4 separate regions of the Mus musculus genome follow, and regions 2, 3 and 4 are each linked to region 1. Evidence: chromatin contacts called from public ChIA-PET and promoter capture Hi-C data. All regions are on one chromosome and are shown on one strand. The core of a region is the stretch at or near the end of the contact, and the rest is flanking DNA. Distances in the headings are between cores, read along the strand shown. Region 1 overlaps Kidins220 (kinase D-interacting substrate 220). Region 2 has its middle 20 kb from the start of Gm29835. Region 3 has its middle 150 kb from the start of Gm29835. Region 4 has its middle 4.4 kb from the start of Taf1b.

Region 1 (4,723 bases), core at 1,511-4,010:
ACAGTGGTTAACTGAGTATGCAGAACTCACATGTGCTCACCGGAAATTGCCATGTGTTGATCTTACTTCTGTGTAAGCTGCAGGTGTCTGGGGAGGAACCCACATTAGCAGTTCCCTTTGTTAGTTGTGTCACTGTGGGTAGATGATAGCAATCTAAGATTGAGCCATCTATAAAAGTTGTATATATAGAGAATAAATTTTGATGAAAAAATGAATGATATTAAAAATATAGCACCAAAGGATAGTACATATTTTAAAAAAGATATTTCTTGTATAATTTAAAAATTCGCATCACGTCCATACCTTTCTTTTACCACAGGTCCGAGTTCTGTTTTCAAAGGGCCCTTTTATTGCCATTTTTGCAAGTGATCCACATATTATTATAAAGGCCATCAACCAGAACCTGAATAGTGTGCTTCGTGATTCAAATATAAATGGACATGACTATATGCGCAATATAGTTCATTTACCAGTTTTCCTTAATAGTCGTGGGCTTAGCAATGCAAGAAAATTTCTTGTAACTTCAGCAACAAATGGGGACATTTCGTGCTCAGAAGCAACAGGTAAGTATCAAGCCCTAGAGTGCTCAAGCTTGAAGGCAGCTTGTAGAAGGAGGGGTTTATTTAGCTATGCTCCAAAGGGATAAGAATTCAGCACCGTTATGGCGGGAAGCGTGGCAGTGGGGCTGGAGTAGCAAGCTGAGAGTTCCCATCTTACACTGCAAGTAGGAAACGGAGAGCAAACACAAAGGCATACATCTTCAAACTCTCAAAAGGCATCTCCAGGGACACACTTCCTGCAGCAAGCCTCATCCCCTAAGCCTCCCAAGCAGCAGCCTCAAGTGGGGCCCAGTGTTCAGACACAGGAGGCTCTGGGAGAAACTCATTTTAACCACCACAGTGCTGTCCCAATGCTTTCTTCCAGGAGTGCAGGAGGATGCTGACAGAAGAGTTTCACAGAACAGCCTTGGGGAGATGACAAAGCTTGGTAGCAAAACGGCCCTCAACAGAAGGGTAAGGTGCCATTCCTGCCGTTTAATGGTGTGATTGAATTTTCCTTAGAGTGTTGGGGTTGAGCCTTTCAAAGCCTTCCGCATGCTAGGCAAGTATTCTGCCACTTAGCTATATCCTGACTCTGATTTTTATTTTTTTAGCAGTCATTCAAATAAAATTAAGTTTGTGGCACCTAGTGTTCTTCTGTAAACAATGCCTAGTGTTCTCTGTAAACAACGCCTAGTGTACTCTGTAAACGCCTAGTGTTCTCTGTAATCAACGCCTAGTGTTCTCCTGTAAAGGCAAACACGAAGCTAAGCTCTTGAGGTCGGTGCGGAGCTCCCTTTCAGCGTCAGCTGCCTCAGAGCTGCCTGGAGGGTAAAGACCTTCATCAGGGAGGAGGCCCCCACCCCGCAGCCTCTTCCCAGATCACTGCTGACTCTGCACCTAAGTAGTAAGATTTCCTAGCCAGCAAATGATCGTGGCCTCACGTTCGTTCCTGAGCAGGTGCCGGCCCTACTTTTTTTTTTTTTTTTTAATCTCTTTAGGTTCTTTCTCTTTGCCCAATGTTTACAAGGTCTGGATTGTAGTCTCCACGCCCAGGTGTGATTCAGGGCCCTTCCCAGTCTCCCTGGGTTTCTGGTTCAGTGCTTCAGTCTCTCTGTCCACCCATCTTATTTGTAGAGCAAAACCAGGTGTATTTATTTAGGCTTGTAAAGTGGGAAGGTGTCCACAGGCAGGGGAGCTTTGCTGATAATGTCACTTACGGATGGCTGACGTGGGCTCATACTGGCATTGCCTGTTTTCTTGTTTGCTACCATCTGGACATTACTTTGGTTTTGTTTTGGTTTTGGTTTTGGTTTTGGTTTTTCGGGACAGGGTTTCTCTGTATAGCCCTGGCTGTCCTGGAACTCACTTTGTAGATCAGGCTGGCCTCAAACTCAGAAATCCACCTCCTGAGTGCTGGGATTAAAGGTGTGCACCACCACGCCCAGCTTTTTTTTTGGGGGGGGGGCATTACTTTTTAAACCTTGTGTCTTTGGCTTTGTGCCCACATGCTTTGCAGGATATGAATTCAGAGATAATATGAGTGACAAATGATAGCGCCAAGGTCAGGGGGGTGTGTGATGCTGCATGTTGGATTTCTCTCTTGGCAGCCCAGGTTCTTGGGGACCTATGGTTTCATCTACCTTTCCCATGCGTCAGGACTCGGGGGAGTGTTCTTCTCTTAGGAGTGGGATACCTTAGCCACTCCAGCCCACTCTACAGGGTGCCTTCAACTCTTTGAGGAAATGCCAGGGAAGTTAAGAGTGGCTGTGCCTGGGATAAAATCGTGTTACACTTTAAAACACCCTAAAAATAGAGATGCTGAATCCCTAGAACCATGAAGGAACTTACCTGCTTTATTGTTTTATGGCTCCTAGTACGAGGCTTTATGGAGCTTGACCGTGATTTTCTTTACAGAGTTCTGTGCACTTCTTATCTGAGACATTACGTTTTCTCTAACACATGGGATGCCTGCCTGCCAACTCTACTGAGTCATTGCTCTGGAAAGTGCCTCAGAAGTGACTGTACTTGACTAGCCTGCAATCTTTCTCTTTGGTTAATATTGTGAATTCTGCTTTTCTTACCCACTGAGTTGGCTCTGCAGTCTGTTTTGTTGGTCTTACCATAAGCGTGCATGTTAACTCTCAAGGATGGGTGTTTCTCACTGGTGCTGTTGTTTCAGGATACTTACCGCAGAAGGCAGATGCAGAGAACCATCACGAGGCAGATGTCCTTTGATCTCACAAAGCTGCTGGTTACTGAGGATTGGTTCAGTGACATCAGTCCACAAACCATGAGACGGTTACTCAATATTGTTTCGGTGACAGGTGACTTTTGTTTTTCAAGTTCTGTGACAGATAATAAGTTTTATTTTGTTTATATTGTTTTGAGATAGTAGGCATTGAACTCAGGGCTTGTGCAAGCTCTGTGAATGTTGTGCTATTGAGTTGCACCCCCAGACTCACCATAAGTTTTAACGTTAACAGAGCACTTTGAGTGTGAGCTGTGTTGGTAGTGGTAGATGATAGTAGTAACTTTTTTGTAATAGTACTTGACAATCTGATATCACTTGGGAATTTATCTTAAAAGTTCATCATTTTAAAGTTCTTTTACTTTATATTTAGGCTAAATTTATATAATTTATATAACTGAGCACATTAATATTTGTGCTGAAATTCAGATTTTTATATACTGCCATATTATTTCAGTTTTTCTATGATAATTTGAATAAAAATATTTGTAATACAATGGAGACTATTAGCTAGGCAGTGGTGGCCCACATCTTTAATCTCAACACTCTGGAGGCAGAGACAGGCATATCTTTGATCAGGTTCAAGGCAAGCTTGGTCTACAGAGTGAACTCTAGGTCAGCCAGAGCTAAACAGAGAAACCCTGTCTCGAACCTCCCAAGCCTGCCCCATTCCCCAAAAAGGAGCTTATTGCTATGACTGAATTCTTTGTGTGGACGCTGCTCTTCTGTATGTTAAGGCTAATTAGCATGAGAGCAGTCATAGACACACTTGCATTTTAACTTCTAGAATGTGTGTCTTTCCTTACATGGTATTGCTTGGTACCTTCTGGTGTTTCCTAGTGTTGACTCTGTCAATTGGAATTGCATTTTATACTAAGTTTAGGGCTCCTGACGTAAACTGTATTATAGGTGGGGGTCATACCTAAGATAACATTTTATAGTTATAAATCTCTTTAAATGAGACTTCAATCTTCCAATGCTGGTTCGACAGAGGAACTGTTTCCTGATATTATTGCTAACACCGACATTCTCACTTGACAATATGTCTTATCATCCTTCTTATGCCCAGAGTTGGTCTGGGCATGGTAGAAATTTAACAGGAAGTAAGATAGCACCCCTCCCACTCAAGCACCTCCCTTTCCCTGGAACTTCTCCTGGCTCTGCCCCTCCTGGCTCTGCCCCTGCCTTGGCCCTGCTTCTGTTCTCAGCAAAGCTCCTTGGTAGAGCACACTGCCCTCTCCCATGCTGTTCTTCCTCCAGTCCTCCCAGATTTCCCAAGACCCTTCTCAGGGCTTCAGCGAGGAGACTGCACTTGAGGTTCCCCAATGGCTCCTACAGGGAGCGTGCAGGGCCAGGGCTCCATCCTTATCTGGATGCCACAAGCAGCTGTAGCAATGGTTTCCCTCCTAACTGTTGCTAGTTAACACATTGTGTCCTCTTGCTCTTTAATATTAGGCTGCCCGTGACTACAGTTCTTGGAGCTCAACTTTGTATCTTGACCAGTTTTCATTAACATGGCCTGTCATGATTCTGAGCAGTGGGTTTTCTCAATTCTTTAGGTGTTTCCCTACCTATAAGCTTTTCCATGAGACCTTCCTGCATCTCAAACGAAACGATTCTGCCGCCTCCTTCCATGTTTCCTCCTACTCCATAGAACAGCTGTCTTCTGACACATACTGTCTTTGTCTGTCTGTTCTCTGGAAGGGGAGACCCTCATGCAAGGGTCTTTGTCTGATCTGCTTAACCGCAGTACCCACTTCAGCATCTGGAATAGATTGTGAATGAGTAAGAGACCTGAATGAAATTAGAACCACACTTCACATGGCTCTTTGAGAGAAGCATTCTGAGGAAAAGGAGCAGCAACTGCAGAGGCTGGGAGCTGGATTCCAAGAACAGCTAGAGTGCCAGCCTGGGTGGAGTGAGAGGAGCAGAG
Region 2 (4,723 bases), core at 1,110-3,609, 950 kb after region 1:
AGCATTCCCGATCTATCGTCATGGCCACCACCATTGTCATGGTCTTCTGTTCGTGTGCCAGGCAAGGTATGTAATTTCTATTCATTTTTTACAAAAGGTATTTGTCTTCCCAGTATGTGTGCAGATTGCTACGATGCACACTCAGTAGTCAGAGGACCACTTGCAGGAGTCGGTTCTCTCTTTCTAAGTTTGTGTCCCCTGATATCAAACTCATTAGACCTGACTGAAGGTACCTTTATCTACTGAGTCAACTCACCAACTTTCTCTTAACCCCCTGTGTGTGTGTGTGTGTGTGTGTGTGTGTGTGTGTGTGTATGTGTGTGTGTTTGTGTGTGTGTGAACATGAGTACAAGTAGAGGGTAACCCAAAGACTCTGCTCCCCCTAAATCTGGATTTACATACAAGTGGTTGTGAGCCATCTGACACGCGCTCTCACATCTATGCCTGGGTCCTCTGAAAGAGCAAGTACAGCCCCATTCTGTTTACTGTTGCAGGATGGAGACTTTCCAGAGAGGGAGGAGCTGACTCATGTTTTCCATTGGGGTTTTGTTTGATTTGTTTTGATTTTCAATTAATTAGAACATATTAAGTTTTAATATGGCATTTTAAAACAAAGTTTGTTATTGATATTCTCCTCCTTCTTCCAGCCTCATCTACCTCGGTAGTATCTCATTTCTTCTTTCACATTGTGTGTCTTAGCCTTCCCTACCTTCTTTCTGAGCCTCTCTTCCTTTTCCTGGCCCCTTTCTATCTTCTTATGTTTCATTTCAATGGAACGTCAGACTCACCTATCTTGTTCCATAATCTGACTACTTTGTATCACTACCCTGACGTATGAAGGCCAATATCAATGGGATGAAAAGCAGGAGCCAGATAATTTATTGTCTCAGAAGTATTATTACAGACACAGAAAGACATGTTTTCTACAGAAGGGTGTGGGAGGAACACAGTGGTTCCACAGCATCTTCAGAGTGGGTGATGCAGAGGTTACAGACCAGGGCGTCAATCTGTCCAGCTGTGAAGATACCATGAAGATCACTCTGAGGGACAATAAGTCTTGCCTGGTTAATTTTCCCAAGTGTGTAGACATAAAGTGTAGAGAATAACCTAGCAGCCAGGCTGATGTCTGTATGGACAGGAGATGTCCCTTAACATTTGAAGACAACTGTGGCCTCTCAGGTCCATGACTGGATCTAACCTTAACACAAGTGTCCACATTTTTGTTGAATAGTCAGCTTTCTATTACTGCATCAAGATATTTAAGATTAATGTACTTTCTGAGAAGGGGGGAGTTGGCTCCTGGTTTCAGTCCATGATAGTTGGAGCTGTTGCTTTGGGGCTATGATGACAGGGGGCAGTACAGCATGACAGGAAGCTGCTCCTGTGGTGACTGACATGCAGAAAAGAGATGTTGAGAGACCAGAAGACCATCTCCCAGCCCCACACTGAAGCTTTCACCACTTCCTGTCATCTCCATATCAGGAACCAAGTTTGCAATGTGGAAGCCTGCAGGGGATGCTTCACATCTGAATTACAGCATTCCCATACCCAGCTTCCTTCACTGTTCAAACATCACAGGAGACATACCTCCCAGAGACGCTGTGGAGTTTAAAGGTGTGTGTGTCTGTGTGTGTGTGTCCATCTGACAAATACAAGAGATAGCATACCACAAATGGCAGCAAGAGTATATCAAGTGGGATAGATGAAGGATTAGGAGGAATCAAACATGTAATGGAGAATTCAGAAAGACAAGAGCTATTGGGGATGGACTATTCAAAGGGAATGAAGCTTATCCTAGATTCTCCATTCATCTTCTCTTCTTGAACAAGAGTCTTTATACACATGAGGGCATATCTTCATGTAGTGTGGTAGGAATGAGGAAAACAAAGGGAACCTTCTCCCTCTTGGAGCAAGGGATATGTGCATCTCTTCCCCCAAACCCAGCTGGTCCCTTCTGCTCCTCCTAAGCCTGATCCCTCCAGGTGGTACCATGAAAAAGGCTAGGCTTGGTAAGGCGAGGGGTTAAGCATTTGGGTGATGAATTCAGCTACTTAGACTCTGGATTTGTAGAATGAGTGGAGGCTAGAAAGTTCTAGATGGAGAGCATGCTATAATTCTAAGTGGACAGAACAAACTGAAGTGTTCTCTTGTGTTCCTGAGCTTGTGACTGTAAAAGGATCACACACATACACACACACACACACACACACATACTCCTCCCCCCACCCCACACACACAATTTTACATCGAATGAAACTGGAGCTAGTGGTCTGAATGAGTTCCCCATCCCCACCCATGAGCTGTAGGGAGCAGATGCAGGCACCCTGCACTCCTCTCAACAAGTGTGTTGCACCTGGGGCTGCAGGCAACCTGCACCCTGCACCCCTCCTCAGGTTGGCTGCACGTGGAACTGCGTAGGTGTGTTTTTCCCCACTTGTTGATTTGGTTACTAAAAAGAACTTTTGATGGAGACCACATCCTTTGACTGAGTATCAGGAAAGTTTATTAAAAGTGGTTCAGAGAACACAATAAAAACCCAGACTATCTGATTTGACTGTGTTTGCCCAGCTCCTTTCTCTGACACTAGGTTATAAACACACCTCCGCAATCAGCTGTACTTTCCCTCTTGAAAGGACATTTCAGAAAGTGTGGTAAGAGAGCAAGCAGGCCTTGCTGTGACAAACCAGAACATGAGAAAATTCTTTACTGTAGACAGTTCCCATTTGCAGTACCCGAAAGTATGCTCACCACTGGTCACACACTCTCTACACATGGTCCAGGCTCTGCCAGCTCCCAGGAATATGTCCATCAAAGGGAGCAAGTAGCTTCCAAAATGCCCTTGCCTTTAGTCCAGATGTCCTTAATAAAGGCAGGCAGGTGACCCACAGGGTCACTATCCATCTACTTCTTCTCTGACTTAATCATCTTCTCTCTCTGTTGTTAATTTGAATGCAATTTCTCTTGAATTGTTTTGCTCACATTCAAAAACCTGAGGATGGAGATCCCCCTTGGCCTCAGAGAATCTCTATAACCTCTGACCTCTACCCCTGAAACAACCCTGTTACCTGTTATAGCCATTCAACTCTTGCCTTTCTCAGTCAGTGATAGGAGTCAGATGGCATCTGAGAATATGTCTGTACCACTGTGTGTGTGTGTGTGTGTGTGTGTGTGTGTGTGTGTGTAACTGTCTGTCTGTCTGTAGGCTGATGTGTACATGTGTTTGCAGAATGTGAGAGTATACATATGTGTATATGTATATTCTTCTGTGGAGTGTAAATGGACAGTTGGAGGTCAAATACAATCTTGAGAGTCAGTTCTAATTATCCACTTTGTTCGAGGCAATATCTCTTTCTTCTTTACTACTGTGGATGCCAGAACAGCTGATTTGTGAATTTCTAGGAGTCCTCCTGTTTCCCCATATGAACATTGGGACTGTAAATGTGATACTTCACTTGGCTTTATGTGGGCATTTGAGATTTGAATTCAAGTTTTCACCCTTGCATGCCATGTACACTATTCACCAGGTCATCTCTACCACCCTATCTGAGACCATTTATATCTTATTTATTCATGTGTCACTGACAGAAAACAAACCCATGGCAAATATACCAGTGTCTGTAATGAAGAATATAGAAGTGAATCCACAGAGGAAAAGTTTCTGTACCCAGAAAACTTAGCCTTTAGGAAAGAGAATGAAAATAACAACCAGGCCTTACAAAGATCATATGCCCCAGTACAGGGGAATGCCAGGGCCAGGAAGTAAGATTGGGTGGGTTGGGAATCAGGGTGTGGGGAGGGTATAGGGGGCATTGGGGATAGCATTTGAAATGTAAATGAAGAAAATATCTAAAAAAGAAAAGAAACAATATAACAATGTAGCCAATACCATGAAAATGAGTACACAGCATGGTGGAGAATACAGCAGACACGGGCTGAAGGAAGAGGCCTCCCTACCATCTTCCCAGGGGAGACAAAGGAAAAGATCAGCTTGGGAAGTTTGGACTGAATATAAACATAGGGCAAGTGTGTATAGCAATGGGGAAAAGCAATGTAACCCCGTGGCTGGAGGACAGTATATCAGTTCCTCAGCTCATCTGAGCATTCTGCTTCGTGATTGTTGAGTGAGAATAGAAAGAATGTGGAAACCATACTATTGAAGACATAGAGAGTCAAAGAAAATGCATGGATGTCACCAAGGTCATTGGTTGAATGGCAATGTGAGAGCAGCGCACAGAGCAGTGGCACCTACAAACTCACCCACTGAGAAACTGATTTGCTTCCATTTTCCATCTTTGTTACGGGCACAGCAACCTGTTTCCTTACAGATTTGCCTTGTGATCCTGTGATTCTGGGATCCTGAGATCCTGGATTTGTCAGAGCTACAGGAAGTCAAGCTGTCTCTGGAATCCTGAGATCCTGGTGTAATCAAGCTCCTGAAATCTTGGGATCCTGTGATCCTGTGGTCCTGGGCATGTTAGAGCACCTGGGAGTGGAGCTTCCTCTGGGTGTTGTGGGACTGGCTGGAGAGTTCTCATCCAAGTTCTGCTCAGGGCACCGGCTCAGACTGTAAGGAACCTGTGCCACTGGTCAGGAGCAGTTCCTGGGTGCCTGGGTCCCGCTGGTCCCAATTACCTCTAGAATAACTCTGAGGAGTTCTGACACAACCAGGATCACAGGAAGGACAGGCTCCAGTCAAATATAGTGAGAGCAGGTAGCACTAGAG
Region 3 (4,723 bases), core at 729-3,228, 810 kb after region 1:
ATATCTGTGGGTTTTAGGAAGGCTGTAGATAGCATCGGGATGGTATTCATGAGAAGAGTAGGAAATGATAGCCAGAGGAAGAGTTCAGCTTCAAGAAGGCTCAAGGTATCCTGGTTTATTTTATTGGCTGCTTAGAAATCTCGGTTATCCCTTCAGAAAAGGATCCAGGCTGTTTTGAGAGGTCAGACTTTCAATACTTCCCATCTCTAGACTTGAACATGAATAATCATGAGTGTGCTTCTTTCCAGAAGATACATGAACTTGAACCAACTCAGTGTAGACCAGAATATCCCTTACAACTCTGTCCACCAAGGTCTCAACTCCAAGTGGCTATCTAGCCATACATTGGTCAAGCAGGGTGGCATCAAGTCTTTGAAATCTATTATATGTGTAAGAATGATTTTTTTTTTTCGGGGAGGGGTTGGAGATGTAACTCAAAGAGTACTTGCCTATCATATATAATGCCCTGGGTTAGGTCCTCACAACTACAAAAACTGGGCATAGTGGTGTAAGCTTGAAATCCTAGCTCATTGGCTATGGAGAAAGGAAGGTGAGAAGTTTAGGGTCATCATTGAGTTGACAGACAGCCTGGGTTATATGAGATCTTTGCTCAGGACAAAAATACGAGAAGAAAGAAAGAACAAAGAGAGGGAGGAAAGAAAGAAGGAAAGGAGAGGAGAGAAGAGGAAAGGAGAGGAGAGGAACCTCTTATGCAGTCTTCCTGCGATGCCCTGGCTGGTCTGGAACTACTTACCATGTAAACCAGATTGGCCTTAGATTTGCAATAGTCCTCCTGCTTCAGTCCTTTGAATGCTGAGATCACAGGTGTGCGTCAATGAACATAGCTCTTATATCTGGTTAGCTTAGAGTCTTGACCTTTGACTTTTCAATGTGCCAAGCCAAACATGCATGCATACATGCACGCATGTACACAGATACACAGATACACACACTGCACTCATGTTCCATCCTACAGTCTGAGAGCATTCCATGTGAAGGAAGCCATGTGCTGGAGGGATGGCTGCTCTATTTTATTTTCTTCTCTAGATCACATGAGAAAATGCATTGAAATAATTTTTAAATTATAAAAATACTGTAGGTGTATCAAGTATGTCTATAAATGCACACATATTTCTACACAAGAATAAGTGCTGATCCCCTAGAATTCCTAATATCGTGTGCCTCCTATTAAAGACCTGGCATTTCTTAAGGGTTCTGATGGATAGGAATACAATGTATTATAAGTCATTAGTATATTCTGGTAATGTTTCATAGAAACAGACAGTCACACACATACATGCACACAGGCTACTGGTCCCTTTGGGGGATGTTTGCTCAAGAGTCTGAGCTTGGCTGGGCCCATGCTGTGTCTCAGGGCTGCCTTACACAGGTGCGAGTGTAGGCGGCAACTGATTTTCTAAGGGAGAAAATGATAAAGCAAGCAGGAAAAAAAATCAGAAAAACAACTTTGTTTGATCTTGGTTCCAAAATAATAGCTTGAGCAGAAGAGGGTGAAAGTGAGGTTCTTGGGTGGCTGAAGCGATGCTGGGAGAGGAGGAAGAGGGCCAGAGACACTAGAGAAGAATCTGAAGCAGAGGGAGGGCCTGGCAATGCCCACCTCTCATCATGACTTGGCCCGTGTTTGGCTCACAGAGTCTCATCACATGAACTAGCACGCATTAGCATGAGTGCAGAGCTGCCCTGAAAGATGGTAGGAATGTGCTTCTGCTCAATGGAGGCCCCAGGCCTCTGCTGCAGTCTTTTCTTTCACCTTTGTACTTTTGTGGCTCCAAACTGCAAGGAGTGGAGCTCAGCCACCGGTTTTTCCATTGGTGGCTCAGCTTCTGTGAGCTACGCAGCTAAAATCCACTTCTGTCTTGTTGTCAAACAGTAATCAGCTCCTGTGCTCGGCTGATGGGAGAGGCAGGAGAGGGCTGAAATGGGCTGTCCTCCTGGGAAAACGGGGTGGGGTGGGGGGTGGGATAAAATCCTTCCCAGGGCAGAATGTGAGAACACAGCCCAGGGCTTTCCATGACCTCTGAAAGCCTCTTCTGCCTGCAAACATTGAGCCCCAATCTCTAATCAATTAGCTAACTAGCTCCCCCTTTTGACATTTTCTTACAGATAAAAAGTGCACAGTGCCTTGGTGAAGCAGGGGGTGCTAAGCTAGGACATAAATCCCTGTCGTTGTTAGGAATCAAAATACAGGGATACAGTATAACCCATCTCCATGCAGTGTGCAGCAATCATCCTTTTAATGACACGTGATGTTTCAGAGCCATTTTTTTTTTAATTTACTTAGGGATATTTTGAAAGAGCCTGACAAGAAAAGGTGACAGACATCTAAAACACTAGTGAAAAGTCACTTCTGAAAGAATTAAAGTCAGCATGCATTTAATCACGGATACAAATAAGATCCCACCACACCCACCCAAGTCATTTATTTTACATACTGCTGACGTCCTTATATTATTTATTCTGAGTTTGAAATTTCATTTAATCTACTTTTTTTTTTTTTTTTTACTTTTATCTTCAGCCAGAAACAAAGAGCTAAGCCAGAATGACAAGAGATTTTTTTTTTCCCCATCACAAGCAGTCATGTTTGGTGTGCTTCTTCAGGCTAAGTTCAGAGCAAGCAGAGGTCACTGTGTGGTGTTCACATTTTAGAGGCCGAAAGGGGAGAAGAAGTAATCATGCCGAGGTGCTGTGACGAGGTCTCACACTCTCTGTAAGTCAGTTTCTAGTTGCATATTTGAATCATGAAGGGAATATTTTTAAATAAATCTTGGTGTTTGGCCTCAATCTTCAGGACTTTGTTATCTGAGGTCTAGCCTCATGTCAAAGTTCCAGAGCAGACACAAATACACGTCAAATACAAGTCCATCATTGGGGAACCATTTGCCAGCTCACTGCCTAATACTGCCCTCAGACCATCTTCTGGCTCTCATCATTTGCTCTGATCCTTGTTTTGCACCCACCTGGATCATCCTTGGCCTCCATGGCCTCATCTTTACATGTTGCTAGCACTGTGCTTGCTGTGGCTAGCAAGCCAGTGCAAGCATGTGATAGCATCTTCACCTTGATCCTTCACGGACATGGGAGTAAAGCCTCAGTTCTGTTGGGAAGGGCTACACTTTGTGCCAGAAACAACAAACATTGATTTCATCATATTTCTAGAAGCTGGAAGTCCATGGTCCACTGTGGGCAGGGCTGCTTTTGGAGCTAGTCTCCTTGGCTTCTAGCAGCTGCTCACCCAGTGTCTTTACATGGTCTTCCCTCTGGGAGACCACGTCCTCAGGTCATCCAATAATAAATGCAAGCACAGAGGATTCAAATGTATGCTAGGTAACTCATTTAAATTCTGAATTTATGTATGATGGCATGTTTCTATGTGTATGCACTAATGCATGCACACACAGGTATAAGTATGTGTGTGTATATAGGGACCAGAGGAAAACCTCAGAAATTGTCCCCCAGGTGCCATTCATCATATTTTGAGACAGGGTCTCATACTGGACTGAGGCTGACTGATTAGGCTAAACTGGCTGGCCATGGAGAGCCTATGAATCCTCCTATTTCCTGATTGTAGGTGTTACAAATGGATATTACCATCCTGGCTGTTTCAATTTTACCAATAAGTGCTGAGAACTGAGCTCTGATTTTCATGCTTGCAAAGGAATCTCTTTCCCAATAGAACCATACCCTATCCTTTGTCTTCTTAAAGGTCCTATCTTTATGACCACTCAGAGCCTCAAGCATTGAGAGTTAGAGACTGACCATGCAAACTCTGGGAGCAGAGTCATCCAGACAAAGGGGTTTTCGCACAGGCAGAGTGCACGTGCCCAGGGCAACTCTCTTAAACACATGCCTGGAAAATACAACGGAGAAATTGACTTGCCCATATTTCTCTGGACCATCTTCTTTAGATCGCTGAGTCAAATGATCAAATGAGAGCCCACTTCCCAGGCCACCCCTTCCTCTGAAGCTACAGCTTGCCTTCCATTCAGATGTTCCTCTCTGCACCACACTGCTTTTCTCCAGGGCCTTGGGAAGTGGGAAGTCCTCCTGCATACTTCTGGCAGGTAGAGTAAAGGCATCTGCTTCCTCTCTGGGTATGTTAAGGTAACATCATTTTTTTTTTCTTCAGATTCCCAGGCCCCATAAGGCCAAGGCTGCTGGATGAAACACGGGTGTCTTCGCATCAGTAGGAGATTAGTTTTTTTTTTTTTCTTTGTCTCACTCCCTGCATCTTTGGATTTTCATTTTTGCTCTTCTCCATGTTTGACTCTCAAAAGCTCATTGGTGTTTGTGCTTTGGAATTCTCCTTCTCCGTTCCCTATGCTATTGCCTTGGATAAAATCCAAGTTTTATTCCTAAAGGAAAGGGTTCTCAAAGATTTCATCTCTCAGTTTTCAAAACTTCCCAGGCTGATCCCAAATGGCATATTTCAGATGGCACCCTTGTCTGCCTAGCTGGGTTAGGTTTAGAACTTTGAGCTTGTTTTGCTTCTTTGTGCTTTTTAGGACTTTTTATAGAGGCTGATCGAGTCCTCCAATTAATTAGTATTTTAGAGAATGTGTTTCAATTTCCCTTATTTATTCCTGTAGAAATCTAAGCTTAAAGCATTAAGAGTCAGACAACAACAGTGACATCAATAATAATAAAGCTTCATTTTAAGCTCCCTGGGGACATGAACCCTTTCCTAGCTTCTGACATTTAGTAG
Region 4 (4,723 bases), core at 576-3,075, 520 kb before region 1:
AAAAAAGCAGGTATCAAAAACAGCAGTTTATAGAGTTTCTGTGCTGGTTCTCACCTCAGTCAGTGACTCTGGAGTTGGCATCTTAGGGAAAGACAAGCAGGCTGATTACCCCTTGGCCACGCACATTCAGGTGGTTGGTTTCGGAACTACTTTGTAATAACTTTTTACAAGCACCAGTCATTTTTTGAGAATCAGTTTGGTTTGTCCAAAGAAGTAAACACTTTTTTTCTTTTACTATGTGGCATTTTTCTTTCTTAAAAAACACTGAGCTAGCCGGGCGTGGTGGTGCACGCCTTTAATCCCAGCACTTTGGGAGGCAGAGGCAGGCGAATTTCTAAGTTCAAGGCCAGCCTGGTCTACAGAGTGAGTTCCAGGACAGCCAGGGCTATACAGAGAAACCCTGTCTTGAAAACAAAACAAAAAACACTGAGCTGAAACACAGACTGTGTCTTTGGATCAGAACCAAATCTTCTGAGATCCCCATTACCTGAAGAGCACTGAAGACGTCCTCGGGAAATCATAGGAAATGTTCCAGTGAACACCTGTGTAATGGCTAAGGCAGCTACTTTATTTCTGATGAAAGTATTTCATCCAGAGGCTGCTGGAGGCCTGTCTCTGACTTGGGACTGTTTCCCCAGGCAGCCTTATTACCAGAAGGAAATGGGATGTTTGTGCCAAAGAGGCGCTTATATTGTGTAAATACATTTATATAGAGTAAGACTCCTTGCTCCGGACCCTGGGTCACCACAAAGAGATTGAGAGGCCATGAAAATTGGATGCTAACAGGAAGTAGCACACTTACACTTATAGCATCATCTGGAGGCAAGCGGAAAGAAAGCTGGAAACTGGTAGTGGGGCTCACCCACTACTTGCTCTGGAAACACATTTTGCTTAAATAAGGGAAGTGTGGTCCAGTTTTGCAATGTTAATAGCTGCCAGTCTCTCATTTTTAAAAATAAAGATCACTTCCTGACCAGCAATGAGTTAGGAAACTGGCCTCAACTTTGATCACATTTCTCAGTATTGGTTAAAAATAAAGTAAAACCCTTAAACCAGTCAACAGAGTTAGAAACTGCACAATCAAGCTTGAATATAAATTACAGAATGGGATACATATTATTGACATGATTATGAAAGAATCAAACACCTCCACTGAGACAAAATTTTCTCCGCATTATTTCAATTTTCATTAAAGGAAACTGTAATTTTCTTCTTTACAGATATGAAAACGAAAGCAAGAAGGCAAAGCTGAGAGAGACAGATGCTACCCACAGGGCAGCGGTGCCATTTGGTTGTTTTGGTCTTTGTACCAGCAACTCCCACTCCTGTGAACGGTGTCCAGTGGTGTCCAGTTCCAGCTGGACTGCACGGTTTTCCTTGCAGTCAAAACGCGAACGATGGACCCCACTCCTCCCTCAGCAAGTGCCTTTTCATGCCACTGCAGCAACACAGCACTGCTGTTGTCAGATGGGCTCTCAGAGCCTTTATAAATACACTTCATTAGGAGGTCCACACCGTTCTTGTCCAGAGACTGAACTGCCTTTTCAATATCATTAGCTTTAAAAGAGATAAGCACCTTCAAGACGTAGCTGCCAGCACAGTCCTTCACTGCCTGGCTCTTTGTGTTAATAGTGGGGGGTGGGGGGGATTTCAGAGCAGCTGTCATGTTTCCTTGCGGTAGGCACGAGTCCACCTCGCCCTCGTCGGGCCCGGCCTGGCCATCGCCGCCGTCCTCCTCGTCCACGAACTTGTTCTCCTCATATTCGTCCACGTCCACCTTCCGGAAGCGGGCCGACGACACCGTGTTCTTCGGCATCCCGGATCGCGACGCGACGGGGGCCTGCCCCTCTGCGGTGCCTCTCCTTTAGCGAGCCTAGCCTGGTCCGACTCACTTCCCTCTTCCGCTCCTAAAACACATTCTTAAAGACTTTCATCCCCAACTCTCCACTGAAGCTGGTTTCAGTACTCAGGTTTTTCTAGAGCAACAGAACTGATAGAATACAACACACACACACACACACACACACACACACACACACACACACACACACTGATAGAATACAACACACACACAGACATATGATAGGAGATGTGTTGAATCAGCTTACAGGCATGTACAATTCATGGTCTGTGGGTCAAATGTAGCTCACACAAATTCGTATGGATGAAGCTCAACAAAAAATTGTGAGCTTATTTAAAACATTATGAGGATGTGTGTGTGTGTTTTAGCAGTTCAAAAAGTTCTACGGATTTATTACTAATCTAGCCAGTTTGTTCCTGCACTTAAGCATGCTCATGTCTCCAGACATGAGTACTTTGGCAGCCATTTGCTAGGATGGATGATCGTGATTCAGCACGGACAGCCGTGTACATGAATCCTGAGAGTAAGTGTAGCTCTACTCCAGTGTCTTGTCTTGGAGTTAGCCCTGATTTTGTTTTGAGTTTTCATTCTAGTCAATTAGAGAATGAGACCAGTTTTGCTTCTGTCTCTCCATCAGAAATAGTTTGGTTGTGGAAGTCTTATAGAAATATAAGGTGAGAAAGTTTGTCAGGTGTACAGCCCACAATGGTGGAGGCCTAATACAGGATGTATTGAATCAGCTTATAGTTGTGGATTTTTTTTTCTGGTAACTTGATTGTTCAGCTCTTGAGTGTAAACTTTGTAGATGACAGTGTCAAGCTGCAGTGTCAGAAGGTTGGGCACCCTTAGTGCTCATTGGAAGCTGGGTGATTCAGCAATGGTTGTCTGCACATCAGGACCCTGATAACCTCATGGCTTCTGTATCTAAGAAGCTGGAAGCTTCAGAACAAGGGGCTCAAAGATGCAGCCCAAGTGTAAGGTTAAAAGCCTGCAGGCTCCCTAAAGGCCTGCTGGTATGAATCATGTTGAAAAGTTGAAGCAGACGGGGTCTGATGTCCTTTGGTAATGACAGCAGCAAGAAGGATTTGCAGAGAAGGATGATGGAGTTTGTGGGAGCTGGGAGCTCCCTCCTCCCACTTCAGATCCCTCCAGGTCCCTAGCTTATTAAGATGGAGCTGCCTACATTCATGAGGGTCTTTCCTCACTCCGTTGCTATCACACATGTTAGTCATCTCTGGAAACAGACATTCGAAGACATGTGTCTCACTGGTCTCCCAACCATTTCTCAATCCAGTCAAGCTGCCAATGGAGATTAGCCAGCACATTACTTTACTCCCTACTGACCCTTGTGGCTAGATCCATCCGTCATCCAGTAGATGGGAAGGAGATCCCATCTTCCCCTGACTGCAGGTCTCAAGAGCATCTGCTGAGGGTGGTGGCTCTTCCTCAGGGACACTGCTGGCTTCCAGGATACTCATGCTGCTGGTTTTCCTTCTGCATCAAGGACATTCTCTCTCAGACCTTTTCCTGTCTGGATACCCCTACCCTAGTGATATCCTCCAGTCTTTATCCTCAAATTCATACCCACGGTGGTGCCTCTTCCCCTGAATATCCAACTCACCTACTCAGCGTGGTATTCAGAGTCCCCACATGAACATGGGACAAGAACCACTAAGACATACACCCAAACGAAATCCTGCTTTCTCCTCCACTGTACTGTGTGTGGATGCTGAAGACTTTCTGCCTCAGTAAAGGCTAACCATCTTCTCACAGCAGGTCAGATGCTGACAGGTCCAGACCATCTTAACTCTTCTCTCACCCAACCTACCAGGTTTGCCTTTTGCTTATATCCAGAACTTACCCCTCTCTCTCCATCACTGCTCTTCCCCATGTGCATTTTGTTCTCCTTTTTTGAGGCAAGGTGTCATTATGTAGCCTAGGTAACCCTCAAACTCATGATCCTCCTGCCTCAGCCTCCTGAGTGCTGTGATTTCAAGTATGTATGTATGTATGTATGTATGTATGTATGTATGGCATCATATCTTGTTTTACACAGAGATGGGGACTAAATGGAAGGCTTTGTGCTTGCTTGGGAAATGATCCACCAACTGAGCTACATCTACCCTCTGTAGCTCTGTTTTTACTTTGATTTTGCTAAGTTGCCCAGGCTGGCCTTGAACTTATGATCCTCCTGCCCCAACCTCCAGAGGAGCTGTGATTAAGAGCTGCAGCATTACCTTTTGTTTTAGGATAAAATGTTCTGTAGATATCTGTTAAATCCATTTGTTTCATAACTTCTGTTAGTTTCACTGTGTCCCTGTTTAGTTTCTGTTTCTATGATTTGTTCATTGATGAAAGTGGTGTGTTGAAGTCTCCCACTATTATTGTCCCCCAGAGCTCCTGTTTCTAGCTGCATATGTATCAGAAGATGGCCTAGTCAGCCACCATTGGAAAGAGAGGCCCATTGGACTTGCAAACTTTATATGCCTCAGTGCAGGGGAACGCCAGGGCCAAGAAGCAGGATGCGGAGGGGGAGGTATGGGGGCACTTTTGGGATAGCATTGGAAATGTAAATGAAGAAAATACCTAATTAAAAAAACTTTAAAAAAAAAAAAAAGACCTGCAGCACTACCATACTCTACTGTCTTGTCTCTTGCCCATTTTTAACTGTTCATTATTGATTCATATAGAATTCTGGTTCTGTAAGTCCGTTCCTGAGCAGAGGAGTGTCAACACTTTTTGTCTTTTCTTTGTCTTGCTGATGTTTCTATTATTCATTTATTTCCAGTCTCAGAGCTTGAGCTCATGGTCTTCCACATGATAGGCAAGCACACTGCCACTGAGTGACGTCACAGCCCTAAG

What was found. ChIA-PET counts read pairs in DNA pulled down with a chosen protein or histone mark. Capture Hi-C pulls out chosen DNA fragments and counts their contacts.
Region 2: a contact with region 1 is called in an RNA polymerase II ChIA-PET map of memory CD8 T cells, with 13 read pairs. The contact joins two enhancer-like sites. A contact is called at or near these places in 1 of 15 datasets of contacts at CTCF or cohesin (large pre-B cells) and 1 of 115 datasets of contacts at active chromatin or transcription factors (memory CD8 T cells).
Region 3: a contact with region 1 is called in a promoter capture Hi-C map of liver, with 3 times the contacts expected there. The contact joins two enhancer-like sites. A contact is called at or near these places in 1 of 15 datasets of contacts at CTCF or cohesin (stem cell-derived epiblast-like cells) and 1 of 9 other capture datasets (liver).
Region 4: a contact with region 1 is called in an RNA polymerase II ChIA-PET map of memory CD8 T cells, with 5 read pairs. The contact joins two enhancer-like sites. A contact is called at or near these places in 1 of 39 promoter capture datasets (erythroid cells), 1 of 115 datasets of contacts at active chromatin or transcription factors (memory CD8 T cells) and 1 of 9 other capture datasets (adipose tissue).

What each region holds. Positions count from the first base shown.
Region 1 is chr12:25,010,576-25,015,298 of GRCm38.p6, forward strand. Kidins220 (kinase D-interacting substrate 220) reads left to right here. Exons shown (of 32, transcript NM_001081378.1): 19 at 320-563; 20 at 925-1,013; 21 at 2,722-2,866. Among named protein-coding and RNA genes, the nearest start is that of Gm36236, 37 kb to the left of the region's middle. Within about 2 kb of position 2,761, at least 89 of the 459 cell types and tissues checked have an H3K27ac peak or open chromatin away from gene starts, as enhancers often do. A contact at or near this core is called in liver and memory CD8 T cells, where this site is marked.
Region 2 is chr12:25,956,337-25,961,059 of GRCm38.p6, forward strand. No RefSeq gene overlaps it. Among named protein-coding and RNA genes, the nearest start is that of Gm29835, 20 kb to the right of the region's middle. Within about 2 kb of position 2,360, at least 24 of the 459 cell types and tissues checked have an H3K27ac peak or open chromatin away from gene starts, as enhancers often do. A contact at or near this core is called in memory CD8 T cells, where this site is marked.
Region 3 is chr12:25,825,018-25,829,740 of GRCm38.p6, forward strand. No RefSeq gene overlaps it. Among named protein-coding and RNA genes, the nearest start is that of Gm29835, 150 kb to the right of the region's middle. Within about 2 kb of position 1,979, at least 3 of the 459 cell types and tissues checked have an H3K27ac peak or open chromatin away from gene starts, as enhancers often do. A contact at or near this core is called in liver, where this site is marked.
Region 4 is chr12:24,491,841-24,496,563 of GRCm38.p6, forward strand. It overlaps the pseudogene Gm16372. Among named protein-coding and RNA genes, the nearest start is that of Taf1b, 4.4 kb to the right of the region's middle. Within about 2 kb of position 1,826, at least 53 of the 459 cell types and tissues checked have an H3K27ac peak or open chromatin away from gene starts, as enhancers often do. A contact at or near this core is called in memory CD8 T cells, where this site is marked.